6 separate regions of the Mus musculus genome follow, and all the other regions are linked to region 6. Evidence: chromatin contacts called from public Hi-C, HiCAR-type, HiChIP or PLAC-seq and promoter capture Hi-C data. All regions are on one chromosome and are shown on one strand. Each heading gives the region's core, a stretch centred on a gene start, on an enhancer-like site or on the middle of the called end of the contact. The rest is flanking DNA. Distances are from core to core; before and after follow the strand shown. Region 1 overlaps Prim2 (DNA primase, p58 subunit). Region 2 overlaps Prim2 (DNA primase, p58 subunit). Region 3 overlaps Prim2 (DNA primase, p58 subunit). Region 4 holds the start of Rab23 (RAB23, member RAS oncogene family). Region 5 holds the start of 1700001G17Rik (RIKEN cDNA 1700001G17 gene). Region 6 holds the start of Khdrbs2 (KH domain containing, RNA binding, signal transduction associated 2).

Evidence for each region. Promoter capture Hi-C pulls out the DNA fragments that hold promoters and counts their contacts. Hi-C and Micro-C count contacts between places; a contact is called where the count stands out from the background. HiCAR-type assays count read pairs that join an accessible place to other places. HiChIP or PLAC-seq counts read pairs in DNA pulled down with a chosen protein or histone mark.
Region 1: an H3K27ac HiChIP or PLAC-seq map of oligodendrocyte precursor cells shows a contact between it and region 6, with 16 times the contacts expected there. The contact joins the enhancer-like site here to the promoter of Khdrbs2 in region 6. A contact is called at or near these places in 4 of 39 promoter capture datasets (cranial neural crest, hippocampal neurons, liver and 1 more) and 2 of 115 datasets of contacts at active chromatin or transcription factors (embryonic forebrain and oligodendrocyte precursor cells).
Region 2: a Hi-C map of neural progenitor cells shows a contact between it and region 6, with 8 times the contacts expected there. The contact joins the enhancer-like site here to the promoter of Khdrbs2 in region 6. A contact is called at or near these places in 5 of 39 promoter capture datasets (the 3T3-L1 cell line, HPC-7-derived erythroid cells, cranial neural crest and 2 more), 24 of 484 Hi-C or Micro-C datasets (B cells, brain, cardiomyocytes and 13 more) and 4 of 115 datasets of contacts at active chromatin or transcription factors (astrocytes, embryonic forebrain, forebrain and 1 more).
Region 3: a contact with region 6 is called in a promoter capture Hi-C map of hippocampal neurons, with 6 times the contacts expected there. The contact joins the enhancer-like site here to the promoter of Khdrbs2 in region 6. A contact is called at or near these places in 6 of 39 promoter capture datasets (the C10 cell line, the HPC-7 cell line, cranial neural crest and 3 more), 2 of 484 Hi-C or Micro-C datasets (cerebral cortex and uterus) and 1 of 115 datasets of contacts at active chromatin or transcription factors (embryonic forebrain).
Region 4: a contact with region 6 is called in a HiCAR-type map of astrocytes, with 9 times the contacts expected there. The contact joins the promoter of Rab23 here to the promoter of Khdrbs2 in region 6. A contact is called at or near these places in 7 of 39 promoter capture datasets (the C10 cell line, cranial neural crest, frontonasal cranial neural crest and 4 more), 1 of 15 datasets of contacts at CTCF or cohesin (large pre-B cells), 1 of 484 Hi-C or Micro-C datasets (uterus) and 3 of 115 datasets of contacts at active chromatin or transcription factors (astrocytes, embryonic forebrain and forebrain).
Region 5: a contact with region 6 is called in a promoter capture Hi-C map of hippocampal neurons, with 7 times the contacts expected there. The contact joins the promoter of 1700001G17Rik here to the promoter of Khdrbs2 in region 6. A contact is called at or near these places in 7 of 39 promoter capture datasets (the HPC-7 cell line, cranial neural crest, frontonasal cranial neural crest and 4 more), 1 of 484 Hi-C or Micro-C datasets (cerebellar granule neurons) and 1 of 115 datasets of contacts at active chromatin or transcription factors (embryonic forebrain).

Annotation. Positions count from the first base shown.
Region 1 is chr1:33,594,450-33,598,880 of GRCm38.p6, reverse strand. All of the region lies in intron 7 of Prim2 (DNA primase, p58 subunit), which reads left to right. Among named protein-coding and RNA genes, the nearest start is that of Prim2, 73 kb to the left of the region's middle. Within about 2 kb of position 3,125, at least 36 of the 459 cell types and tissues checked have an H3K27ac peak or open chromatin away from gene starts, as enhancers often do. A contact at or near this core is called in second pharyngeal arch cranial neural crest, where this site is marked.
Region 2 is chr1:33,644,052-33,648,606 of GRCm38.p6, reverse strand. The region is part of intron 5 of Prim2 (DNA primase, p58 subunit); the gene reads left to right. Among named protein-coding and RNA genes, the nearest start is that of Prim2, 23 kb to the left of the region's middle. Within about 2 kb of position 2,761, at least 22 of the 459 cell types and tissues checked have an H3K27ac peak or open chromatin away from gene starts, as enhancers often do. A contact at or near this core is called in brain, cerebral cortex, cortical neurons and 2 more, where this site is marked.
Region 3 is chr1:33,527,135-33,531,783 of GRCm38.p6, reverse strand. All of the region lies in intron 8 of Prim2 (DNA primase, p58 subunit), which reads left to right. Among named protein-coding and RNA genes, the nearest start is that of Gm23453, 110 kb to the right of the region's middle. Within about 2 kb of position 1,698, at least 56 of the 459 cell types and tissues checked have an H3K27ac peak or open chromatin away from gene starts, as enhancers often do. A contact at or near this core is called in hippocampal neurons, where this site is marked.
Region 4 is chr1:33,718,333-33,723,125 of GRCm38.p6, reverse strand. It overlaps Rab23 (RAB23, member RAS oncogene family), which reads right to left and starts at 3,230. Exons shown (of 8, transcript NM_008999.4): 1 at 2,953-3,230; 2 at 1,427-1,518. Gm32229 (predicted gene, 32229) reads left to right here and starts at 3,280. Exons shown (of 4, transcript NR_157041.1): 1 at 3,280-3,346.
Region 5 is chr1:33,667,649-33,672,105 of GRCm38.p6, reverse strand. 1700001G17Rik (RIKEN cDNA 1700001G17 gene) reads right to left here and starts at 2,282. Exons shown (of 1, transcript NR_033199.2): 1 at 1,394-2,282. Prim2 (DNA primase, p58 subunit) reads left to right here and starts at 2,312. Exons shown (of 14, transcript NM_008922.2): 1 at 2,312-2,482; 2 at 3,086-3,248. The coding sequence starts at 3,095.
Region 6 is chr1:32,171,114-32,175,707 of GRCm38.p6, reverse strand. It overlaps Khdrbs2 (KH domain containing, RNA binding, signal transduction associated 2), which reads right to left and starts at 2,986. Exons shown (of 9, transcript NM_133235.3): 1 at 2,700-2,986. The coding sequence starts at 2,790.

The DNA of each region.
Region 1 (4,431 bases), core at 1,876-4,375, 1.4 Mb before region 6:
GGTACGTTTACTTGAGTGATGTGAGGGGGACCAGCTCACTGAGGGCAGTGCCACCCTTGGACTAGTAGTCCTGGATACTGTAAGAAAGTAGGCTGAGCAAGCTACAGGGAGCAAGCAAGCCTGTAAGGTAAGCAGCACTCCTCCATGGCTTCTGTTTAAGTTCCTGCTTCCAGGTTTCTGAGCTGACTTCCTTGGATCATGAACCACACATCTGATTATAAGATGAAGGAAGCCCTTTTCTCCCCAGGTGGCTTCTGGTCATAGTTTCATCATAGAATAGAGACACGACCTATCGTAGACGTTGGTACCAGGCAGAGGGGGAATTGCTATATAGCTCTGAGAAGACTTTAGAACTTTGGTTGGAGAAGCCATTGAGTTTTCAGAGCTTAATCTGTGGGAACTTGGAAGTTGAGAATGTTGAGAGTAATGTTACAATGGAGGCCTGGCCTGTGAAGCCTCACAGGGAAGCTGAGAGTCTGTTGTAAATATCTATTAGATCCTTTGATTTATGACATCATTTAACTGTTTATTTTCTGTCTAGATGACCTTTGTATGGCAAGAGCATTGCCATATATTGAAGTAAAAAAACGGATATTGAAGCGCCCACTCTCACTTTGTGAGCCTGGGTGATTTTGTGATTGTTGCAGATGTACAGACTTCCAATCTTCTCTTGGTGGGTTTTTCCTTGAGCATGGAGTGTCCTTCCCTATCTTTTCTGATCAGTTTTGGTAATTTGGTTTGAAGCCTATTTTGTCAGATAGTAACATGGCTGCACCTGCTTGCTTCTTGAGTCCGTTTGTTTGGAATACCCTTTTTTATCCTGTATCCTGAGGAAATGCCTGTTCTTCATGTCGAGCTGTGTTTCTTGGATGCAGCAGAATGATGGATCATACCTTTTTAATCCAGGCTGTTGGTCTGTGTTTTTTAAATTGGGAAATTGAGACAACTAATATTGAGAGTTATCAATGAACAGTGTTTACTGGTTATCATTACTGTGTTGTATGGTGTGGGTTTTTCATTCCCTTCTTTTGATTTACTATTCTGGGGTTATTTATTCCTTGTGTCCTCTTGGTGTGCAATTAATCTCTTCACTAAAGTTTTCCTTCTAGAACTTTCTGCAGAGGTGGACTAGTAGATAAAAATAGCTTAAATTTGGTTTTATCATGGAAGTTGTTCCCCCTCCTCTCTGGATTTTGATTGATAGTTTTGCTGGGTATTGGTTGGATCTGTCATTTGTGGTCTCTCAGAGTATTTGGTATGCCCAGTCCCTTCTGGCCTTCCAGATCTTGAGAAGTCAGGCGCTATTCTAATGGCCTTCCTTCCTTTCTATGTGACTTCATCTTCTTCCCTTGGAGCTTAGAGATGCTTTGTTTATACTTTTCATTTAGTTTTTTGATTATTATGTGTCTTGAGGAATTTTTTTTTTTTTTTTTTTTTTTGGGCCTGGTCTATTTGGAGTTCTATATGCTGTTTTTACCTTGACAGACAGCTCCTTCTTTAGGTCGGGGAATTTTTTTCTTCTGATTTTCTTAAAAATATTTTCTGTGGGCATTTGAGAAATGGCTCAGCATTTAAAAGCACTGTCTGTTGAGGTCCTGAGTTCAATCCCTAGCAACCACTTGGTGGCTCACAGCCATCTGTAATGAGATCTGGTGCCCTCTTCTGGCATGCAGGAACACATGCAGATAGAGCACTCATACATAAATAAATCTTAAATTATTTATTAATATATACACACATACATATGTATATATATATTTTCTTTTTTTTTTCCCTTCTGTTCCTTTGACCTGGATCTCTCCTTCTGTCCCTATTATTCATGGACTTGGTATTCTCATGGTCTCATGGATTTCCTACATGTTTTGTGCCTGGATTTTTTTATTTTTTAAAAGATTTAACATTTTATGACTGAGGCATCCATTTTTTTGTACACCATCTTCAGTTTCTGAGATTCTCTTTTTCATGTTTTATAATCTGTTTGTGAAGCTTGCCTCTGAGGTTTTTGTTTGACATCCTAAATTTTTGATTTTCAATCTTATTTCCATTTGGGCTTTCCTTAGTGATACTATTTCTTTATAAGTTCTAATTTTTATGTCTTGAAATGTCTTCATTATTTTATTAAACTCTTAGTGTTTTCATGAGCTTCCTTGAGCATATTCATAATTGCTATTTTGAAGTCTTTGTCTTGTGCTTCTGCTACATTCCATTCTCAGGGCCTACTCCAGCACAGTTGATGGCTTTCGGAAGAGGCACACCGTTCTGGCAGTTCATGTTTGTGGTTTTGTGCTGGGAACCAGGCATCTGGAGTTAGGATGTATAAGGTGTTTTTGGTGTAGATGTCTGGCCTTGTCTCTGTTGGGTGGATGTTTCATTCTTTGGTTGCTGTTGCTCACCTTGGATCCTAGGCAAGTTGGTGGCTGTGGTGTCCCAGTTGAAGGGTGCTTCTGTGGGAGTGGATATGGCCTAGAAGAGAAGACTGTGTCCCAGCCCCTGGGGAGCCCTGGCTACAATGTTCCTATTGATTGTTGGCTGACACAAGGAATGGCGATGGTTTGAGGCTAGCCCAGTGTAGGGCTTCTGGGTAGAAAGTATTTCTAGGGGATCAGGGGCTGACAGAAAGGAATGGAGGAAGAAAGAAGGCTAAGAAGGTTGGTGGGGAAGAGCTAGGCTGAGCCCCCTGGGAACGGAGGTTCTTTGAGAGGAAGGGCTCCTGCAAGTAGGCTGTTAAAGGTCTTAGAGTGAGTCTACTTTGCATGTTTAAAAATAGTATGTCCTAGCTGGTACTTTTTTACACTCACTCATAGGCACCTGTGGGCTTATAGATGACACTTTAAAGGAGAATCTTAAAAAGCAAACATACATATAGAACAAGTTCAAACATTCATATTCCACCCCTTGCCCTGTGTGTGTGTCTTTCTGTCTGTCTCTTTCTCTCTCTTTCCCTGTGTTTGTGTCTGTTTCCATCTCTATTTGTCTCTTTCTCCCCCAACTCCCCATCCCCTTCAGTCTCATTTAAGTGAGGAAACCCAGAGCTTACTTAGCCCGAGGTAAGCAAGTGCCCTCCCTGAGCTAGTCCCTAGCCTTTTGTTTACACTTTGCAAGCATCCATGCAGAAGCCTGCAAGTTCAAGTCACTGTTCTTAGGGCCTCCCAATCTGCCTGTGGTGAGAGCACACTCAGAGAAGCATCTCCTTCTCTCTGGGGCTGCATGAGGAAACCATTTCCCACCTGGTGTAAGAACTGCTTCTAAACACTAAGTAGTAACACATGGCTGCTTCAGTGTTCAGTGTTCAGACTGCAGCATGACCTTAAAGAAAGTTTAATTCACTTGTGGGATGATCTAGGCCATCCTTAGAGATGCACTCGATGATCTGTCTTAGAAGTGATGCTTGCGTGGTGGACCAGTTGCTGTGATGGAGACTTCCTGTCTTATCCCTCCTCTTTCTTCCGAGCCAGCATTCTTTCTGCTAAGACTTTCTAACCCATCTTTTTTCTCTTCCTCTGTCCTAGGACCCAGGGCCTTGAGCGTGCTCAGCAACTTTGTAACCACTGAGTTATACCCCACCCCTTCTTTTTTATATTTTATTCAATTTGTTTCAGACTCTATAGGAGGTTACTTTGTTCTTGTTCTATAATACAAAAATCAGTTTAAATTTTATTTAATGCTTGGCTGAGTTCACTGTATGTTATCCCAGGAGAGGCTTGGTGTTGGCTCCCGCCTTTTCTACTTAATATTGTGTGTGGATTAGTCACACTTCTCAAGGCCATGGCTTTCTGAGCTGGAAGAATAAGCCTGGATTCATAGTATTGTGGGCTTGATCCATGCCCATAGAAGTTAGTGAAGTTTACCATGGCATATATTGTTACCAGTGCAGCTTTCTTATATAATGTTACTGAAGGTACTCAAACCAAGGGCAACTCTTCTGTATTTTGAAAGCTCTTTACTTGGATGAAGTCTCAAGAAAACTCATGAGACTTTCTTCCCCAGTCTAGTTCTTTCTGTGGCAGTGACCAACGGTGCAGGTAATGAGCTATGCAGTCAAGGAGGCTGCTTTCCTGAGCCCATCTAGTGCAGTCAGTTATAATTGTTGAGTAAAAGTAATCAAAGCAGGTGTTTCTTTTAAGTTTTCCCTTCCATTGTACCTTTCTAACTGTTCTCTTTGACCAGCCTTGCTTTCTGAAAACATGGTGTGGTTTTCATTGGAACAGATTTCAGGGTCCTCCATTCTGTGTAAAAAGTCACCTGTGGGCCTTAGGGGAGGTTAAGCACACTGGCATATGAGAATCATCATATTTGACATTTCCCATATTTTGCTGGTTACTCTTACTGTGGCCAGGTAGCGGAGGGCACAGAAACTCTTGATGGCAAATAGATTTCTGTCAGAGGCAGCAGAGGAAGACAGGAGGAGCTGGAAGTTCCTGCCTCCTCCTT
Region 2 (4,555 bases), core at 1,512-4,011, 1.5 Mb before region 6:
TTGGAGGTTAAAGGTGTAATGGTGGAGCCAAAGTACCACACACAGCTGCTCTGAGACTGTGTGTGCAAAGGAAGGCTGCTGGGAGAGAGAGGGGGGGGAGGGGGAGGGGGAGGGAGGGAGAGAGGGAGCGAGCGAGTGCTGGGAAAATTAATTCACGATCACGACTAAGTTACTTTAATGCCTCGTTTTTCTTTTACTGTGATACTGAATGAGAGCACACGGGACATACTTATTTATCAAGCACTTGGATTATTCTATGGAAACGGAACTGATTCTAAGACTTCTGACTCTGGATATTGTATTAAATGTCTAAAGTGCCAGGTGTGGCGGTCTAGCATTTAATTGTAGCACTTGGTGGGCAGATCCGGGTAGATCTGAGCTCAAGGCCAGCCTGGTCTATGTAGTGAGTTTTAGGCCATCTGGGGATACATACAGATCCTCTGTCTCAAACATAACAAAGCAAAGATACAGCTAGACAAGGGGCCTTATTGTAGTGATACTTTTATTCATTCAGTTAGACTTTTAAGTTTCTGATTATTGGATAATTCTAATCTTAACACTAATTTGTTTGATAAATATGTGTTTTAGTTTTGGGCATTTTTTAACATGTCTTTCATTTTAAATATTCTACTTAGAATATAGAAGAATGGGTTTCATAACACTGCTTTCTTACATGCTTGTTGCTGTACCTTAGTCATATTTAACCTCCCTCAGAGCCCTCCCTCCCCAGCCTCCCCTCCTTCCTTCTGACTAAACCTCATTACCCTCCCTTAGAGTTCTCCTTTCCATCTATGTCGTGTGTGTGTGTGTGTGTGTGTGTGTGTGTGTGTTTGAGTGTGCGTGTATGTTAATGTAGTTAATTCTAAATCTAGGATGCTATCTTCGGGAAAGCATGCAGTAGTTTCTCTTCTTCCGGCTGCCTGCCTCTGGGTTTTCAAGCCTGCTGCAGACTTTGACTCAGAGGTTCTAACTTCATTGTTCTCTCTGTTTCTTACAAATCCCCTCAACTTTTGGGACTCAGAGGAAAGTTCTTGGTTGAAATGAAATGTTCTTATTTGGTGAGGCAGAGAGGGGTGAATGAGAGGTAATGATGCTAAAATTGAAGATATTCTGACAGTTTTTTTTTCCCTAAGAAGATGGGCTTCCAGGAACCCATTTGCTTTGGCATGCATTTCTTTCTTGGTTGGCAGGACTATCGTGCTCTAGAAGTGTCATTTGGGGGAGCCAGAGTACCACAGTTACCAGTGGCCCATTCAGTATAGGAGAGAATAGTGAAAGGAAGCCCATGCTGTGCAGGGTGTGTGTGTGTGTGTGTGTGTCTGTCTGTGTGTGCTCTTTCTATAGGAAATGGTTAGAAGGTTATTAAGTAGTAAATGCGTTATACGAAACACTCAGTAAATGTGTAACTTGACTTAACGTTTCACACTTGCATCTTGGTTGTTCTGTTGACATCTTAAGCGCTTAGAGACTTCAGTGTTTTCAGATGAGTAGAGTAGATGTCCTATCACACCGGAGCCGTCGTCGCTCCAAGTCCAATGGATTCCATGTCTCATTGAGGCTTGGCTTAATTACTAAAAATCTCAGGAGTCCTTAGAGGAAGTTCCTCAGAGCTATTGTCAAGACCTGGGTTTAGGAAGTAGAGCATTCCTGTTTAGCTCCCTTGCCCTGGCTTTCCATTAGTTGCTGGGTATTATTTAAAATAGGTTACCTTTTTTTTCCTCCTCGTTTCCTCTCGTCTCGTCTCTTTTCTTTTTTAGTATGTCCTTGAAAGGATTACACTTCTTTTATTTTTGCCACTTCTTTTGTAGCACACGCATGTGTATGCACACAGGGGTCTCCATTCTTTTTTAAATTTTAAAAAAAATTTAAAATTTCTATTTATTTTCTTTCTTTCTTTCCTTCCTTCCTTCCTTCCTTTTTTTGTTTTGTTTGTTTGTTTTTTGAGACAGGGTTTTTCTGTGTAGTTCTGGCTGTCCTGGAATTCACTCTGTAGACCAGGCTGGCCTTGAACTCAGAAATCCACCTGCCTCTGCCTCCCAAGTGCTGGGATTAAAGACGTGCGCCACCACTGCTTGGCTTCGCTTCTTTCTTTCGTTCGTTCGTTCTTTCTTTCTTTCTTTCTTTCTTTCTTTCTTTCTTTCTTTCTTTCTTTCTTTCTTTCTTTCTCTCTGTGTGAGTACACTGTAGCTGACTTCAGACACACCAGAAGAGGGCTTCAGATCCTGTTACAGATGGTTGTGAGCCACCATGTGGTTATTGGGAATTGAACTCAGGACTTCTGGAGGAGCAGCCAGTGCTCTAACTCCTGAGCCATCTCTCTAGCCCAGGGGGTCTCCATTCTTGCCCAGGGGGTGGTATTTTATAGCATGTTAACAGCATGATTTATTTTAGTTTCTCACAGGCTGTTGTCTGTCATTCAAAATTGGTTTTTGAATTTCCTTGTTCCCGTCTTTGGACAGATGCTGGATTCTAGGCTAGAAGTTCTCCGTTGAAGGCATGACCCTGTCTTTACTGGAAATGTAGCTTAATGTGGGTTAGAAATGAAGTGGACTTCTCCACTGCCCTAAACTCTTACTCTTTTCACCCGCTTCTGTTTATCCACTCAGTGCTACTTACTCTGCCCATTAAGAAGGGATTTCTGGCCAGGCTGTGAGAAGAAGTACATATTTCTTAAAAAATGAGTCTGTGAGGAACAAGCTGTTCCTGTGAGAGAGCTGCCATTCAGCTGGGTGTGTATGGAAGCTTGGCTCCTGTTTGTCTTCTTCCCTGTGCAGTGGGGATAGACAAATAGCTTAGTACAGGGACTGCCTCCTGTGAGCCATGATCCTGCCTTGGCTGTGTGGGCAGAGCTCCTCCTTATCTCTCCCTCTGCCTTTTCTCCCTCCCCCCTGCCCTTTCTCTTTTCCTCCCCCCTTCCCTTCCTCCTTCCCTCCCCCCTGCCTTTTTTGTTTTTCTCCAAGAATGCTAATTGCTTTTATTTTGGCTGTAGTTGACTCTGGAGAGTTGATTTAAGAGAAAAAAAAAAAAAAACCTTAATCTTTTTTTTTTTTCTTTAGAGTTTTCTATTAATTTGTCCAGATGGACAGGACTAGGGTAAATTTTGTAAAATGCTAGCTTTTAAGAGGTGGAGATTAAATTTAAATTATGTTTCTTTGTTTTTACTGTATATGCTATAAAATTAGATAATTAATACAGCCTAAAGAAGATAATTAATCAAAATTTAGAGGACTTTTAACTGATGAATTCTGATTCACCTTTTAAAACTAAGAAGCGTTTGCCTAAATTATGTAAAATGCTAAGTAAAGGGCTTAATTTGTTAATCATCTCAGTTTTGATTAGAGGCAGATGCTGATTATCTAAGTGGACTTTTCAGAGATGACTTTCATCATTTAAAAGCAACTTGTCTAATTAAGACACTAACTCAAGTATTAGCACATAGCAGTAGTTACTGTGTACTAGTTATGAGGGTAGGGCCTGGCAGGGTGAGTCACAAGTACTCTGCACCAAAGGTTTGGAGGGTAAAATGCCATGAAAATTTCACTGGCCTCAGGCCAGGCATGGAGATGCTTGCCTAGGTACCTGGAGCCCAGGGTTCTGTCTCAAGCACCTCAGCAACTGGTTGTTGTTGCTCCTGCCTCTGTAATCCAATAAGGACAGAAAGGAGATGGGAGGGTCAGAAGTTCAAGGCCAGTCTGTGCTACATAATCCATTTGAGGCCAGGTGGGATACATATAAGACCATGTCGAAACTGGAGCAGAAGGAAGTGTCAAGAAAAAAAGACTTCAACTCAACTCTCCTCCCCTCCCCTCCGCTCCCCTCTTTCATTACATTTTCTGATCTTTGTTAGTTCTGTGGGACTCTGATTTTGTTTTTTCTGGTTTTCCTTCTGTTATAAGGCAGAGCAGCACACGGAAGCAGAGGTAATCTTATGGGTGTATGTTGAAAGTGTGCACAGCAAGGGGGAGTGCAGCACACGTGTGTTCCAGGCCGTCTTCACTGGTAGCCAGATCTTCCTTTTACACAGCTAAGGGGCGGCAGGAACTGAGTTCATGAATGAGACACAGAATGCATAACGAATACATGATGTTAACTTGTCAGGTCAAAGGCATACAGTTTGCAAAGCATTTAGTGTCTGATACACAGGAAGCACACAGTAAGCTATTATCCATTAACTATTGTTTTTACTGTGTGGCTTTCACATAAGATTTGTGAAAGATTGTGCATGTGTAAGTGTAAAATGTGTGTGCCTGTGTGTCCGTGTGCATGTGTGTGCACATATGTGTGCATAGAACATTGTATGGAATTCAGTGCGAGCTTATCACTCGTGCTATATCTCCATGACAAGGTATAAGAACTTCAGGGGTGTTGCTAATAGAATTTGAAATCCTTCAGGCTTACAGTGAGAGAGTGTAGGTTTTATTTCAGCTCTTGCTTCTTTGCATGTTCTGTGAGGGGGGTTAAGGATACGTATAGACTCTAGAGAATGCCGACTAATACAAAACCCAACCCGCTTTCTTATGTCTACGGAAGCAGAGCAAGTGGCCCTTCTGTACTG
Region 3 (4,649 bases), core at 449-2,948, 1.4 Mb before region 6:
AATTGTCACCTAGAATTTAGATTAACTACCGATGTCTCTTTGAGTCCTTGAAACTTGAACAAACTGTACATTTGTTTAGGGCTTTCATTCTCCATGGAGTTCATTCAAGACTGGTTGCTAGGCAACTAGGCCTGGATGTTGCTTTTTTATTGTTATTAAACCAAATGGCTTCTCATTTTATTACTGTGTCAGAGGCATCTGTAGGTAGGGTGGCAGCTGGTGTGCATAGCTTGGCACCTCCTGTTCTACAGAGTAACCCTAGGGGATGTGCCTTTCAAGCATGTTGGATTGTCTCTTGGCTGTCAAGTATGATGTTTTTCTTTGATCTTTCCTTTTTTAAGGCCAAAGTGGCAAAGAACTGGGCTAAGGACGTAGCTCAGTGGGTAGAGTGCTTTTTATAGTGAGCATGAAACCTTGAGGTCGATCTCTCTAGCATGACATCAGCAGGGTTTGGCAACATATGCTCTTGGGAGATAGAGGCATGATGATTACAACTTCAAGGTCATTCTCCACTGTGTAGAGAGCTATAGGCAGGTCTAGGATGCATGGGACTTGAGGGAGAGGGAGAGGGAGAGGGAGAGAGAGGGAGGATGCTGATCACGTGACTTGAGAGAGTCTAATGGCAATCTTGTTAGGAAAAAATAATTATTGAGTTGCATGAACTATATAACTTGTGTGACTTGGAGGGTGTTATTGGAATCATTATTTGTCCTAATGTTGGTGCCTCTAATGATGAAAGAGAAAAGATGAATAGCATTTGAATAGCATTTTAATTAAATTTCTCAATAAATCTCATTTGGGAGATTATTCTGATACCTATAAAAGTCAAAGGAACAGTAGAGAGAAATTGCCGAATTATTTTACAGAATCTCGTCACTCAGAATTAGTGCAATACTTTTGCTAACCTGGTAATGTAGGCCATTTTGTTATAAGATATTACTGAGACTGAAGATGTAGCATATCCATATTTTTTCATTGAATTTAGCTCTCTTATTAAAAGTTAAACACAGAAAACCATTTGCCTGAGTATCGTGTAGAAGTAAGTTTATTTTCACATTAACAGTACTCAGTAGTTATTGAGTGCCCACTATGTGTCAATTGAGTGCCCACTATGTGCTGATGAGGTAAGGTACAGTTTGTTATCAGAGAATTTACAGGTTTGGCTTCATCCAAGAGATCACTGTGTTAGCGGGTTACAAACCTTTGCTAATCTTTTGGTTAGAACAGGATAGCAGGCACACAGCTTTATTAATTAACCTGCTTACCCATGTGATGTCTTCCTTAAATGATGGTATCAAGGCTCACTTGCTTTACATTTGTTCTTTCTAACTCAGTAGTGACTCAAATTGGCTGCTCAAATCAGAGGAAGCCTTAATCCTACTTGCAGAGTCTTTAACTCCAGGGTAGAGGAGGAGACTAAGGTTGCTGGTGAATTAGTAATTTCAGACAATTTAGGTTTCAAATGATTGCAAGGAATATGTAAAGGATGTGAGTAGCTAGGTACAATGTGAGGGTGGTTTTAATGTGGGCAGTGTTTGCTGGTCACTCTCTAGGTGATGGCTACAGTCAGGGAAATGGCTGAACTTACCAAAGAGAGATGAGAGAGGAAATAAATGTCTTGAATCCACAGCATATCAGAGTTTTAACCATATGGGCAGCAGGGCGTGGGAGTGGGGGTGGGGTGGGAGATGAGTCAGAAGAGAAACTGGTAGAAATACCATGGAGAGATTTTCCCTAAGGCCTAGCCAGAACACACTGAGAGGACATTGTTTCAACGATGCCAAAGGAAAGCATGGAGTATTGTCACACACCACCGGGAAGTTAGGTAAGAGGTGTACAATGCTGACTGAATGTAGCCCTCGGACTTAGCCACAGTGTTATAATAATGGTACAGCTGGAAGTCTGTGTCCTACCAAGGAATAAATAAGAAATGAGGCCGTGGGGACCGGACATGCAGGCTTCTCTTAGGCTTCACCCTAAGGCAGGGAAGCAAGAAGGGTACAGTCATGGGCTTCTAGGTTGAAGGAAGTTCTAGTTTTTCTGTTAAACGTGCAGGGGTTTCTGATCATCAGTAGACGTTTCCTTCCCTCTTCTCTCAGTCCCTCCCTCCACCCCTCCTCCCTTTCTCCTCAGAGAAGGGCACAGCTCCCATGGATAGCAACTGGCCTTGGCTTATTAAGTTGCAGTAAGACTAGGCACATCTTCTCCTATTGGGGCTAGATAGAGACAGCCTGTGTTAGGAGTAGAGGAACACACGTTTATGGGTGAGGGAAGAGGTCTGTGGGACCTAGAGGGAGCATAGCTAAGGGAGTCAGGCAGGAGAGGGTACAGAGGAAGAGAACCAAGGACTCACAGGGGTTGGCACTGATCTTCATAGTATGTGAGCTCCTGTTGAGAAGATCCCACAGGGATAGCAGGCAGATGTGTGTCTGTAAAAGGGGGTAGAACTTTAGAGAAAGTGCTCCTCATGAAAGCTTAGTTTCTTTAAAATGAACACTACAGCCCACCCCTCTCCTCAGAAGATGGTCCTTTGTAGCCCCAGGGACTTGGGAGATCAAGACAACCGGTGACTTGAACCCTGGAGTTCCAGGCCGTGAGGCTTAACACAGCAAAACCCCTTTTAGAAAAAGATGATGAATGAATATTTCATAAGATACTTCTTGTTAAAAATTTTTGTTAGGAATATTCTTCAATTAGGAAAGTTATCTGATTTTGAGTTGCTGAGAAGCCAAACAGAACAACCAAAGAAACTCCCCCCCCCCCCATGATTCCAGACTAGGAGAGAGAGTTTGTATGGATACCTTCTGTTTTTCTTAAACCAGGCATCGTTAGCTGTCCGTGTAAGCTCATTGTCGCCCCTGTGGCTCTCCCCCTGCATTTTCTAGGCATGGTTATTTAGCGTACTGGTTTATTTTTGAGCCGTACAAAGATCTTTGGTTATGTTCCCATGAACCTAGGCATTTACTGTAAAGGAGAATCTTTTACTCCCTAACCCTGGTACACATGAAATACTATTTATAAAGTAGTATAATTTTTAAGAAAACATGTATTTGTTTATTTATGTATATGTGTAAAACAACTTGCAAGAGCTGGTTCTCTCCTCCTGTCAGTGGCCCTGAGGACCAAACCCAGGTTAGCAATGGTGGCAAGCACCTTTACCCACTGCCCCAGCTGCCAGCCCCTCAGGCTCCAAGGGTGTATAATAAAAAGTATTATTTCCACTTACTACCTCACTCAGAATTTAAAGTATGAAAGCATGAGGTTAGAGAGGAAAACTTGGATACCAGTTTTCCATACAGTAATTTGCCAGAGATTTTATCCCTTAAATATACTGTAGTGCCTCCTCATCATGTGTGTACCTCTCTTGCACCGTCCACTTGAAGATAGGAATGGTGCGTGTGGGGATATGTTACCAATCACCTTTCTTGTTATTCTTTTTTTTTTTATTTTTTTATTAGGTATTTTCCTCATTTACATTTCCAATGCTATACCAAAAGTCCCCCCCCCCCCCCAGTCCCCTACCCACCCACTCCTCCTTTTTGGCCCTGGCGTTCCCCTGTACTGGGGCATATAAAGTTTGCAAGTCCAATGGGCCTCTCTTTCCACTGATGGCTGACTAGGCCATCTTTTGATACTTTCTTGTTATTCTTATTTAATGTCTTGCCCCTTATTGAAGAATAAATAGCTTTTAAACCATGGTTGTTATACTTTTTCTCCTAATTCTATTATCCTGTTTCAGCTTGAGTGAATTAAAACTTAAATAGTGCTAATACAACCTAGCAGCCACGGGACAGTTCTGTGCAGAGGATTAACTTGTACAGCATCCTGAATCTGTAAGGTAGTCTTACTGATCTTACAGCATTGCTTACACTAATGAAGCACCTTGCTTCCTCTCTATTGCAGTGTCACATTCTTATAGTTGCTTGTATAGAATTCCTGTTCCCACTGCAGTGCATTTGCTTACATGCACGTGTTTCTGTTCAGGCCTCTTAAGAATGTGGTATCACTAATCCCATGTCAGACATCAGACAGGCAGCCTCTGGAGAAAGCTTCTCCTGGTAGGCACAGTGATAAACTGAAGTGTTTTCTCTTTGAATAAACTCTCATTTTCAAATCAGAACATTGCCTTGGTATTCATGTGTCAGTTGTGGTAGAAATGAAAGTAAATGTTAGCAAATGGTTTGTAGACTGGGGCTCCCACCAGTCAGAGGCCGCAGTGAAAGCCGGATTAATCACAGGCGGCAGCTGTCGCCAGCTCTGTCTCATTCCCAGTTTCGTGAACTATGTATTTTCTTTCATTCATGCAGCAACACAGCTTGTAGTTCCCTGATTATTGCAAAGCTCTGTGCAGTAAATTCATAAGATTATTATATTTAAGGTTATTCAGGGTCATTATAAACAAAATAAATTAGGATATATAATTTTAAATTTATAAGCTTAGAATTATATTTTTTCATACCTGTATCAATAATGACCATATCTTCTTAAGGATATATTTGCTAAACATTGGATTTAGAGTTTTTAGATATGGTTCCTTAACTCCAATCTATTTACAAACCAACATTTTTGAACACACACATGTCTATGTATATCTTACTAAGTAGAGAAAAGGCAAGTCTCAGGAGAGGTAGCGTATGCACATGGATTAG
Region 4 (4,793 bases), core at 1,981-4,480, 1.5 Mb before region 6:
GTTAACTGTTTCAGTGTGCACATCTTGATGAACGCTGAACAAATTATCTGATGTAACAAATTCTTTGGTTTGAGACCAGTCATAGTTTATCAGACCATCAAAATAATAGAATAGCATGCTTTATACTAAAAAGAATAGAAAGTCAATTTCCTCATTCTTTTTTTTTTTTTTAAAGATTTATTTATTTTTATTATATATAAGTACACTGTAGCTGTCTTCAGACACTCCAGAAGAGGGAGTCAGATCTCATTACGGATGGTTGTGAGCCACCATGTGGTTGCTGGGATTTGAACTTTGGACCTTTGGAAGAGCAGTCGGGTGCTCTTACCCACTGAGCCAGCTCACCAGCCCCAAATTTCCTCATTCTTAAAATGACCAGCCCACTTGGCTACTCTAGAGGCAGTAAAATGCCGTTTGCAGGAACCCATCAGTACACAGACTGCACCTGAAATGCAAGAACTCTCTTAAGCTTCCAGAGTTGCCCTGGGCACTTCAGAAACTTGCATGGTCCTAAGAATCTTCTAGAAGTACTTGTTAAAGTGGGTCTCCTGAGAAGAGCTAACCATCCATGATCCGAAACCTCAGAGCAGTAGCCTTGAATCTCGTTTTTGAAGAGAAGTGCAAGCTGGGTGTGGTGGTCCAGCCCTGCAATGCCAGCACTCAGCGACAGAAGAAGGAGGTCACTACCAGTTTAAAGTCTGCCTGGACTACAGTGAGATCATAGCTACAAAACAAACAAGAAAAGCCTAGAAGCATCAAAGGATGAGGCTTAGCCTTCCCGTCAGAAAGAGCCACCTGCACTGCCACCTTTGGGATGTACCGTGGGATCCACACTTGCCTAAGAGGAACATTGGTGGGCAGGACAACTAGACTGAGGAGTGGGGTTCCCCTTTGCACTGGGCTCTCTACCAGAGCAGCTGCAGGCTGGACCTCCTTCCTGGAAACCCTCCTTTCGCAGGTGTCAAAGGGCATCGCAGTCTTAAGGCTCTTCCTTCCGCGGTCACAGGAGCCTCCCCATAAGCCTGTTGTGCTGCTAACGCTATCTTGGCATTTGCTTCTTTAACAGTCCAAATGGATACTCTCGCTCATGAAGTTTTATAGTCACGTAAATGTTAGAGACTCTGGACTGTGCCTAATGTTGGAACCCAGGAGAACTTCAAAGAACTTGGATCCTGTGCTCAGAGAAGATGATTTCAATGCTCTAGGATGAAACCAAGACTTCAACCACCAGCCTCTTATAACCCTGAAGCTCAGGAGCAAATCTAAATCTAGCAAGAGTGGTGGAGAATGCTGTTATTCAGGGTCTCACATGACGGACTGAGGCCAGAGAGCACCTGGGAGCTCCAGACCAGTGTGGGCTACACAGTGAAATGCCATCTCAGAAAAAAACAGAAAAACAATAACAATACAAACCTACACTCCTTACCAAGATCTGACCGTGTTCATCCAGCTTGTGTTTCACACTGGCTCAGTTTTGGGAAGTCGACTTCCTCTTCTCAATCTAAACAATTCTTCACCCTACAATTAACGTTCAAAAACAAAACAAAACAAAAAACCCTCAATAGTATCAACAACAAAATAAGCCATCTCCCCAGACCTATAACAACTCAATTCATAATCATATAAAACTGAAAACTCCCCAAATGCCCTTCAGTGGGCGGATAATATAATTGGCTATGTTTAGCACATCTACCTAATTAAACAGGGAGTAGAAGGAGAAAAGGGCTATCCACACAGGAAACTGTGGAACAGATAATGTGGCTTAATTGGTACACTGTTTGTCTAGCTCCACAAGGCCCCGGACGCCATGCCTAGCAGCCCGCGGCGCACACACACACACACACACACACACACCTGGCATGACGGCACATGTCTGTCATCCCAGCACTAGGGAGGTAGAGGCAGAAGAATCCTAAGGTCATGATTATCCTTGCTACTGGAGCAAGTCTGAGGCTAGCCTGGACCACCTGAGATCTTGTCTCAAAAAGATATGAAGAGCCTGTCCCCCCAATAACCAACAGGGCCGCATCTTGAATCTCAAAGGTGTTTATATATAGTCATGGAAGACAGTTATCAACATCTCAAACTGTTACACTAAAATGGCATTCTGAAAACAGTGATTTCTAGGAATCAGGAATAAGAGGTAAGATATAAAGAGACAACATGAGGTTTTAACAGGTAGCAGGACTGGTTTCATATCCTGACCAGATATATGAATCTAAAACTCTCCAAATGGTTATTTGGGTTTTTTTTTTTACCATATGGAAGTTAAAAAATAAAATTTAAACAAAGATGTGAAAGCAGATCGTAGCGTCGGGAATTACTGTTAAGATTCTCAGAAACTAGTTACAACACTGCATCCCAGCCTTCAGGGGGAAGAGGCTCTGAGTTTGAGGCCAGCCTGTCTACACAAGTTCCAAGCCAGCCATGCCATCACAGGGAGAGCCTATCCCAAATCACACATGCTTTTAAGAAAAAAAAAATGCAAAAAATAAGTATGTTCTTTGAAAAGCACAATGCTACATATAATTAAAAACCGACAGTAATTATCAATGTCCTCTCTTCTCGGTTTCAAATCCCTTGGCAACCAATGCAGACTCTCGCGTAGGCAAAGGAAAGGATGGGTCAACTTGCTAAAGAAAGGCTTGCCGGGTTTGTTTTTTCCTACAGCAACCCGCCCGTTACAGAAGGCACTGGGATCGTCCCAGGCGGAGTCGCGCAGCCCTGTGCGTCCCGCGCCGCGCCGCACCCGCATCAAGTTCTCCCACTCTCGGGTTCCCGCTCCTGGGAAGCCACGGCGGTTGGTGAGCGAGCCGCGGCCGGGGTCGTCGGCGCGGAGCGGTCCCCACGAGGACGCGAGAGCAGAGCGCCGCCCGCAGCCGCCGTCCGCGCCCACAGCGACATCCCGGCGGCACCGCAGCCCCGAGCCGAGGCCGCGCAGGCCGCACTCACCTCTGCCCGCAGCCCGGAACCCTCAGCGCGGAGCCCGCAGCCCGGAACGCACAACCCGCAGCGCTGAGCCCGGAACGCACAGTCCGCAACACCGAGCCCGGAACGCACAGCCCGCAGCACCGAGCCCGGCTCCTCCCCGCGGACGCCTCGTACCCGCTCCGCTCTTTCAGAACGATTATGAGTCTCTAGCGAACTTTATTAGTATCCGGGTTCACCGAGCTACTCCTTGCCGACGCCGCCGGGGATGGAGGGCGCGCCGGACTCCCGCCCGCCGCGCTGAGGAGCATGCGCCACCTGGTCTGCGCATGCTCAGCACCGGCCCCGCCCTGCGCTGGCAGGGAAGGCGCGGGCTGGGTTTGCACAGCATCAGGCCTTGGTACCCAAGGAGACCAAGGTGAGCAGGATGTGCTAACCTACTGAAGGTGTGCCTTGTTTCCCTACACAGGGTCAGGTATCCGGGGGCCTCAGAAGTCTGTCACCACCTGAGACTCACGTGGTAGCACTGAAGTGTGAAAAAAAAAGTGATGAATGAAGACAAATAATTTGTTTGCAGGGTATGACTGAACAAAATAGAAGACCGTGATGGCTAACAACTCAGAAAACTAACCCACAAATTTAAAAAGGTCCTGCAAAAAAGCAAACTCGCTTCAAACGCGGCGTGGAAACACACGTGTGTGATCCTAGTACTTGGAAAGATGGTGTGGCATGAAGATCAGGATTTCAAGGCCAGCCTGAACTACAATAAACTATGTCTCAAAATACATAAACGTTGGTTGTTTCTGTATGCATCAAAATAAAACAGGGGAGGGTGATATAAAATACCAAGTGTTGAAAAGAATGTGAATTAGCTGAATTTGTGTGCTGGAGCAACTCCTTTGAACGAGAAGGAGAGTTTGTTACATTTGTGCACCCTGTGATCCACCCATTCCTTGGTCACACAGCTGATAGGAACTGTCCTTATGATATACAGGCAAACAGATGTCAGGACACCCATAGCTGCATCTGTCCTAATACTCTCCAAATGGAAATAACCCAAAAGATGTCAATGAACTAATACCTCTCCGTTGTGTAATGGAACCACTACACAGCCATGAAAAGGAGCCTCTGCAGCTGTAAGCATTAACAACACACAATGACAGAAGCTTAAGGTTAAAACAAAGTGCTGTACACAAAAGCACACACTGCATGCCAAACCCATTGTTTTCTCCTTCCTTTTTAGTTTGGGGTTTGTTTTTTTGTTTTTGTTTGGCTTGGCGTTTGGTTTTTGTTTTTCAAGGCAAAGTCTGGTTATTTATCCAAGACTGGCCAAGTGCAGCTAAGGCTGAATTTCAACTCACCACCCTGCTGTGTCAATCTCTTCAGTGCTGAAATTACAAGGCTGTGTCATCATGCCAAGCGTTCAGTTCATTTCCGTTGTTGCTCAAAACTCTTGACACTGAAAGTTCTCTGAGTGGAGCTGGAGAGATGGCTCAGTGGTTAAGAGTACTGACTCTTCTTCCAGAAGTCCTGAGTTCAATTCCCAGCAACCACGTGGTGGCTCACAACCATCTGTAATGGGATCTGAAACTCTCTTCTGGTGTGTCTGAAGACAGTGACAGTGTACTCTCACACATAAAATAAATCTTTTTTTTTTTTTTTTAAGTTCTCTGACTTAAAGGTTTTGTGCAGTCATAGCAGATGGGGGAAAAAAAGCCTGGTCCTAGGATATGACCCACAATTAGCAGCCGAGCTACACAAGAGTAGGGACCTACAAGTCAAGAGCATTTTCTAAAATTATTTTATTTATTTATTTAGTTAGTTAGTTTTTCGAGACAGGGTTTCTCTGTGTAGCCCTAGGTATC
Region 5 (4,457 bases), core at 1,033-3,532, 1.5 Mb before region 6:
AAAGGGGGCTTATGAGCCCCTCAAGCCGTTGACATTTGGATGAATGGTTGACCATTCATGCCATGCTGTTTGCTGGCAGTTTCTGCAGAATAAGCACCTTTGCATGCCATTTGAGTCTAGGGTCTCTCTTTAGCAATTCTTGGACCCTAATAGTATAAAGGGGTACATGAAGAGAAATCAAAGTGGCTGTCAAAAAAAAAAAAAAAGCTTAAAATCAAATAGCCAGGGAATTCTTAACAAGCCTTAAATCATTTGAAACTACAAAATTGGCTGACTCATAGGTGCATTTTTTTAAAGAAGACAATATTTTTTAGTGGTTCATGTTTGGAAAAGTCTGTGGTAGAGGGTTATAAACATAAAAATAAATCGGGCACAGTGGCACGTGCCTTAAATCCTAGCACTGGTGAGGCAGAAGCAGCTCTTTGTCAGTTCAAGGTCAGCCAGATCTACACGTGCCATTTCAGACCAGCCTGGCTTACATAGTGAGACCTTGTTTTATAATCAGAGTGTGGAGAAAATAATGGCACCATATGGGGATCATAAGGAATGAGGGTGGGACTTCAAGGGAACGACATATGTGGCAACAGTGAGCTCTTTTATTGTGAAATATTTGCCAATTTTGCAAGGAAAAAATTTCATTGCCGACAGTAGTAATAAACATTTTCATACTTTTATGAGCTAATTGTTCAGTTCCTGTTAACATTTTCTCTAATAAACTCATACTCTTTCTGACTGAAAAATAATTCTGGGGACTTTTTTAGCTGCACAATTTAATGTTTTTTTTGTTGTTGTTTTGTTTTGTTTTGTTAGCTGCACAATTTAATGTTTTTTTTTTTTTTTTTTTGTTTTGTTTGTTTTTTTTTGTTTTTTTTCGAGACAGGGTTTCTCTGTGTAGCCCTAGCTGTCCTGGAACTCACTCAGTAGACCAGGCTGGTCTTGAACACAGAAATCCGCCTGCCTCAGCCTCTCAAGTGGTGGGATTATAGGCGTGCGCCACCACGCCCAGCTTTATGTTTTTATATATTCAGATATTTAGTTTTGTTTTCTTTTTATTCTTTGTGATTTCACTTAAATTTCCATGGTGTCCTCATTCTAATCACGGTATCTCTCCTTCTGTGCTTCAGCCCCCCCCCCCCCCCACACACACACACAAGGCAGTTAATATATTTTAGGAGTGTCTATGGATTTGGTGATGATAATTGTATATAGGCCACAGAGGAGAAGTGAGTACCCTACTGTCATACGAAAGAAATCAGGCCAGTGAGGTTGGCAGAATGGAGTCCCCTGTCAGGAATCCTTTGGAAGTCACCGTTCTTTTATGTGTAAATTGGGGCTAATTAACTAGAGTCTGTTTTGTGTGGCTTGAGAATAAAAATTGACAGATAAACAGGTTCCGTTTCAAGGGACAGCCGCCGATTTAGTCTATCTTAGGTGGGTACTTTGAGGCTTCAAAGTACTAGGATATACTATGCATTTCTAAACCCGACCACTCCCAGCCCCATCCCAGAGCTTGTGGGTGGCTTTTGTAGGGGGACACGCCGCCTCGAACACACTGTAGACCGCAGCGGCCGTCCAGGCTCTTAGGACGCCACCTAGCTGGCCTCGCTGTGGTCCCGGAGCGCTTTTTGCTAAGTCCTGCAGGTTCCTCCGCTCCCCGAAGTCTATGCTCGCTCGCGTGTTCCCTGGCGAGCATCGCGCGGGGACGAGCAAACCGACGTCATTCTTACAGCTCTTTTCTCGTCCGGAAGATGAAGGCAGCGTTGCTAACAACGAGGAGGGACAGTCCTTGTGTCGTGGGCAAAGCGGACACGGCGGCTCCTTCCCACCTCCTGGAATGACAGAGGGGAGGCCACCCCCGGTAAAGCGCCCGCAAGCTTCCGGAGCCTCAGTTACCCTGACTCTGGCTGCAGCGCGGGAATGTTTGCCGTTTGCACTGCAGCCCCAAGCCCAAAGGCGTCTCCGCGCAGAGAGGGCACCTGGGGTTCTGGAAAACAAAAACAAAAAACCCAACAAAATCTCCATCACTTGCATTCAAGATATCTTAGGGCGGGTGTTGCGGCTCAGCCTAAGCCCAGCACTTGTGGGAGGTTGAGGCAGGAGGATCGCCACCAATTCCAAGTTAGCCTGGGCTTCGGTGCGAGACATGGTCTCAAAAGAACTCACATCCGTCAACAAAACAAAAAACAAAACCAGCATCAAAAAGTCGGTCGGCGTGCAAAACGCTCCAGACGCGCACTACCTTCAGTCGCTACCGCGCCACACCGCGGTGGGCGGGGCGCCAGGGGGTGGGACCTCTGCGCATCACTTCCGCTTCCCGTTCCAAATGAACTCTCCCGCCACTGGGAGAGAGCGGCTGTCAGCGCGGGTGTTTCTTTCAGCCTGGCTGCTGGCTGGTTAAACAATCTACTGCGGCTTTATTTGGGACGGAGAGAAGCCGTGGAGTTGGAAGCTTGTGAGCTGACCTGGTGGGACCGAGTGACAGGTGGTGTCGGGTCGGAGGGAGGCTCCGGGTGGGATGGCGGGGAGGGCGGCCCGGGAAGGCGCTGGGGCCGGAAGGGAAGTTAAGGCACTTTTGACTATTCTGGAAAGGCTGGATTCCAGAGTTAGAAGTACGAGAAGTAAGCCTCTCATCTAGGTAGAATCTACTTTGCTTTACCTTGATTTCAGGAATTTAACACCCCCCTCCCCTCAAACCTCATCTTGTCTTGGGTTCGCACATGCCTGAGGGTGGCAGGCAGCAACACTTAGTGATCACTCTTTGGCTTACAAGGGCCACCGTCTACATATACCCCAGTTTGAGCCCTTCCCACATTCGCCCCTGTTATTACAGATGTGTATAGAAAATCTAGACAACACAGCAGGGTCTAGGAATAATCCCTTTAAAAAAGTCTGTGCATCCAATATTTTGTGTTTCCATAAATATTTACTCTATTGACTCAGCCTTTTTCCGTCATTTTAACATATATATTGCGTTGCCACCTAAGCACTATATATTGCAATATATACTATATAACATATATATATAATTTATATAATATATAATATAAATATATATTTATATAATTTATTTCACTGCTTTCAAAAGGTGGTCAAGATGCAGTTCTCAGGAAGGATCCGGAAGAAGCTGCGATTGGCGGGTGACCAGAGAAATGCTAGTTACCCTCACAGCCTTCAGTTTTACCTGCAGCCGCCTACTGAAAACATATCGTTGACGGAGTTTGAAAACTTGGCTTTTGACAGAGTTAAATGTAAGTGGCATTTAAAGTCCAATGTTTGTGTCCTTGAGAAGTGCAGTTATCACACGATGAATAAAGGCAGTTCCTCTTTGTTCAGCAGCCCATTCAACATCCGTTGGTGATTTGCTGTTGAAGGTTTGTCATTCACTTCTTCACTGTAGTATGCACATTGAGTACTCTGCTTCCAGGTGGCAGGGACTTTGTAATGAGTAATGCAATTAAGGTCTATGTTGAAACTGTATTTGCTATGTGGAGACAGACGTGTAGAGTTAAAATCATACATCAGATTACTTTCTGCTTTGATAGAAGTAAATATTAATGCCCCTGGAGTGTAAAAGTGAGAATAACTAGCTTAGTCTACTTAAGGAAGGTTTCCTAGAGAAGTTGGAATTTGGTCTGGTTTCTGAAGAAATGAGCAGACAGTAGGGATTTCCCAGCAGAAGCAGTGAAGGGCTTTTCCAAACTGTGATAATGGTCTCTACAAAGGCTTGCGGCTGTGAAAGAGAGCTATGCTTCCGGTGTGAGTAGTTGAGGGAGAGTGGAGACGTGTGGACATTTGAAGGCATATTATAATGCGCAGGACCGAGGTGTGAGAAGGATGCAGCCACTGAACTGGAGGCCTCTTATCCTTTGTGTGTGAGAGAAGAAATGAAGGAGCTAGCTATGAACTGAGACAAATACAAGCCCTCTTAGAGTTTATGTTCCAGAATATTCTTGCTGGAGTAATCAGGAGATGGGAAAACACTGTTCATTTTTCTTAGAGCAGCAAGATAAGAGCTGTCAACGCAGGAGAAAGCACTTATTACTGTCCAATGTAGTGAAGGCAAGAGGGGGGGAAGGGCACAGGAGGCTTAGCAGTGTCACATGTTTCCTAGTGGTTGAAACCCTTGGCTTCGTCGTGTCAGATGGAACCGCAAGGACCCCTAAACAGTGGTGGTGCTAGTGAAGGGCTTGAGAGATGCCAAGTAGGTGTCATGAAGAGTGGTTGGAGGTCAGGACTGAGGGAGCCGGTACGGCAAGAAGGCATGGGAAGTGGAGATGCATGTGGAACATGGTCGTGTTCTTAGGTGGCAGTGCAGAAGATTCATTTCTGGTGTTGAAGCATCATTCCTTGAAGGGATTTCTGTGAGGAAGGCTTGCACCTGGCATTAGGAACCTTTGAATATTCGTGACTTCTATTCAGGATGGCTCCTTCTGATGACCCGGTGCCTCTCACTGCTG
Region 6 (4,594 bases), core at 1,737-4,236:
AAGCATGGAATCAAATTAAGGTAGCATAGATACAAATAGCCTCATGTGACTCCAAGGCTAAAGCAGAATCCGACCTGCGCCAGAACTTTCAGAATCATGCTGGGTTTGTCCCGTGAGCAGATTCAGAAACACCTTCCATAACAAATGGCCAACTACATAAAACTGTAATTACAGCAGGGAAGTTATGCATTATACAAACCCCTTAACACATATTATTCAAAATCTGCTATAACTAATAGTCAAAATCATAAATTATTGTCTTTTAATTATTTTTGTATGACCCCTACTGAAAATACAAAACAGAAAGAAATGAAATAAAATACAATGAAAAGAACAACAACAAAAGTTATTCAAAGCCCCACAGCCTTGTACGCTTAAAGAAGCAGGCACAACTAAGGAGAGGCTGGTATCTATCACTAACCAGAAAGCAAAGTAAGCCATTGTGAGAGCTCCCTGCTTTATATCTCTGCCTCTCGAAACTCATTCCAAAGAATGGAATCATCTAGATCATTCTTACTGCCCCCCTCAGTCTCAAGACTGTCTGCCCAGCACTGCTGACATGCACTCCAGTGTGCACTTTCCTTCCATTTGAGTATCTGTGTCAGGTTTATTTATAGCCGATGCCTTCAAACGCAGCATTTCCAGGTATGAGAAATAAAATCTCTACAGTGATCCTAGAAACCCTCACAAATGGCCTTTGAGAAGACAATGGAAAAAAATCTATAATGCAACATGTGCATTATGATTCGCTGAGACTCCAAAGCACGCTTACCTTACACTCTAGTAAGCATGTGTACAGTTACAGAAGTGATGGCGGCCCTGTGCATCTTTTTATGGAACTATCTGACTACTCTAGGATTACTGCCGCCACCTCTTTCCTTCTCTTTCTCTCTTTTCTCATTAGGAATTCTCTGAAATTTAGGCACCCTCTTTGTTTCTTACTGAGATGCCTTTCTAGTCCTGAGCTTTTTAAAATAACCCATTACAAAAGCAGGCCATGCTTCCCCCTGCTGGGAAAAAATTAAATTACAAGGTACATTAGAATGATTTCCTAAATCTGAAGAAATCTAGTGTTTGGGAAAGAAAAAATCAGCAGGAAACCAGATACTTCGTGGTCTCCTAACTCTTTTACTGGTCAAAAATACTCATGCATCTCACCCTGGTAAGACTTTTATCTACATCTCTTAGTTCTGTAAGTTTTAGAAATACAATTAATACACATTAATTGAGCTAATTATTAAATTATTAAATTATTAAATGAGCTAATTATTGAGCCATCTGTCCCAAAGAGAGCTCCAGGTCAGAGAAGATTTTGAATCTTCTTTCATTGTACACTGAATGGAAATACTTCTGAAGAACTGACTGAAGCAAACAAATCAAAGAACACATTTTAAATCTGTTCATGTTTATTGAGTCATTATTTTCCAATATGCAGTTGCTCTCCAACAGGAGAGAAGAGTACTGTTCGTAACTTTAGTATTTCAGTTTAATTTATTATGACTTGATTATTAGGTAGTGGTAAACATGATTGCATTTCACTGCCTAACTACTCTACAAAGCCAGCTTTTCCCTTGAAAACAGGATAAGTATTTCACATTCCACATTTTTTCCTGGCAGTCTTTCATGAGATACTTTGTTATTATAGGTTATAATAAATAGCAACCACTAAAAATGCCAAAATGCATCTAATGTCTCTGAATCGTATGAGGAGTAAAAATCTTTCTATGATACACAAGTAAATCTCAAAAGTATCTTAATGCTGAGGGGCATGCTGAGAGAAAGATGTCACTGATTCTTCTAGTGGGTAAGACCTCAGGCTACAAAGCTACACTCTAGCCAGTTTGATGATGAAGCACTTCATTATTAATAAAACATTCATCTAAAAATTCTGCAGTTGTGTTAAATAGGAGAGTGCAGGGTACCAGGTATCCTGGATGTCTTCAGTTGCTACCATTGTTTCACATATATGGAACTATATTGGGTTAATATTTCTGACGGAGAAGTTTTCATGTGTACCTTTTTTTTCAAACGACCTTTCAAAGCAATGCAAAAGGCAAGACATAGATGTTCCTCTGGGAACTGAATCTCTGCTACATCACAGGTACACAAAAGAAAACGCACACCTGGTTTAAAAATCAGTTGATCAATTATGGAGCGTTCCTAGGGACCAGTATCTTGCATAGTACCCAATCATCACGTTTCGATTACATTTATAAGCACTTTAGCCTCTGCTTACCACGCTCACATAAATATACGAACATGCATACTTTATTGTTGAATAATTCTAAGACTTTCCAGGGAAAATACCTATTAAAAGCTATCAAAATCACTTTGAAACGCAGAAGGAAAAATATATATTATAAATAAATAAATATATAATAACGTTAATCTGTGACCAAGATACTCTCAGAACACTCCATGGATCGCATTTACTCCTGAACTGATTTTGCTGGCTTCTGCAAAGTAACAAGGTCCCGGTGGATCACCTGACACTTGCTAGTTTCCCTGTCCAGGACCCTAACAGGTCGCATCACTCTGCCATTAGACCTCAGGGCTAATTGAGCCTCCGAGGAGCCAGGCATCCAGCACTGTGCCTCCTGCATTAGGAAAGGGCTCTCAGGGACAGTTTCTGCCCAGCTGAGAGATTGCCCTCCCCAACTTCGCCTTGCCGGGGCTGGCAGGAGCCCAGCCGGTCCTACCTTCCGCCAGAAGGCGCGACGCGTGCACAAAAGATGGATCCAGGCTATCCTTCTCTGCCATCAGCTCAGGCAAGTATTTCTCTTCTCCCATAGCGCGGACTTCGGACCGTGCCCGGTCAGGCGCAATTTCCGCCCGCTCCGACGCCTTGGTCCCTGGCTCCCCCGGGAACCGTTCTTCCACCGTAGAGCGCAGCTCTAGCGCCTGGGGCTGCGCAGACCGCGCTGGTACCTGCCTCTCCCGCGCCCCAGCCAGGCTCCGGCCGTGGCCTCAGCTGGAGAGGATGCCCGTGCGGCCCAACCCCGCCGGCTTCCTATTGGAAGCGGGGTCCGAGGGCGGGGCGCACGCGGAGACTATGGACTATCATTGGGCGGGGCCGCAAGTCGAGTCGCCTGAGTGGCAGGAGGCTGCTGCGGAGGGGAGGGGTGTGCGAAGTGCAAGCGCACTCTCCTGGCCGCCTTAGCCCGCCGTGTTCTCAGGCCTGGCCAGTGCTGTGGAGTGGGTGCGGGCTGCCAGGCAGGCACGAGGATGAGAGAGCAAGAATGTGTGCCCCATGAGCACAGAGGCTGAGCACTTCACCTAGGTCTCCAAGGCACAGGTGTCTCTCCCCTGGATGATCGCAGACTCTTGGGCAAGGTTGGAAATCTGAGACAAAATGTGGGCTGTGTTTCCCATGACCTATATCTTGGGGCAGAAGGATGTCCACTAATGTACAAATGAAGAAGTGCCTGGATTCTGTAGTAGAGCAAAACGCTTCCAGTGTACCTTGCCCGTGATACAGAATTAGTTCTAGGGATCCACCCATTCTTATGGTGCAAAATTCACTCACTGTGTAAACTTAGCGGGGAGAATTGTGAATGAAAGAAGCTAGATGATGCCTAACTTCTGTCGCTCTGATGTTCTCCTATTTTAGACATCAGGGTCTCTTTCGCTGCCATGGGAATGCTGCTGAACTACTTTGTATATGCCCCACCTTTATTTAAATGAGTATTTTACCCACAAGAATCATCGCCAAGGAAGGAGGGATAAGGGAGGTACCCTTCCCTTCCAGATGGGACCCCTGAGCTGTACCTTGTCTACTTAAAATGAAATGATTCTTTCTTTAAAATTATCTTTTCCCAAACAATCCCTTGTCAATATTTCTACCACCCATTCACCTGGGACAACTTTCCCAGTATATAAAACCTGCTGGGAGTTTCCTAATTTCTCTTATTCTGTCCACAGTGTTACCTAAGTATTTATTTTAGGTGAAATTAGGATGTTATATTGATTTTTGTATGACATTTTAAAAAGTTAACATGTTTCACATCCATGAGATAACTCACTCCAGCTCAGAAAAACACTGAGCAACCCAGAGATACCAGGTTTTGCTTCTGTAGTCGGTGTAATATACCTCATAGCTATGCTAAAGCTGAGGCTAAAATTCAAATGTAAGTAGTATGAAGCTTCAGACAGCAGGGTTTACCCTACTCTCCCATATGCTAGACACTTTTAGACTGTGCATACATCCAATTAGTGTTTAAAAGTATTGAAAAGGGTCTAGAGACTGGACTTGAATAATTGCCAAATGAGATAGACATACTGTGTTGTGTTTTCTCTCACGGGGATGCTTTCTAATGAGTGATGACAAAGAGAACCAGAAACACATGACAAATGTCAGAAATAATACTAGACTACACATAATCCTAATCTGTAGAGTACTTTGTGTATTTAGTACATAATGGACATCACAAAATAAAAATAAGCTATATTGACCCTTAGAAACCAATATTCTTATTATTCACCTCCAGAGGATTAGCAACCAAAGGCAAAAACCCAAATACCCTGGAGGGGTGCCCTCATCCACATTCAAATCCATATGTTCCCAGTAGGTGACTCCAAATCACTGCGTTCTCCC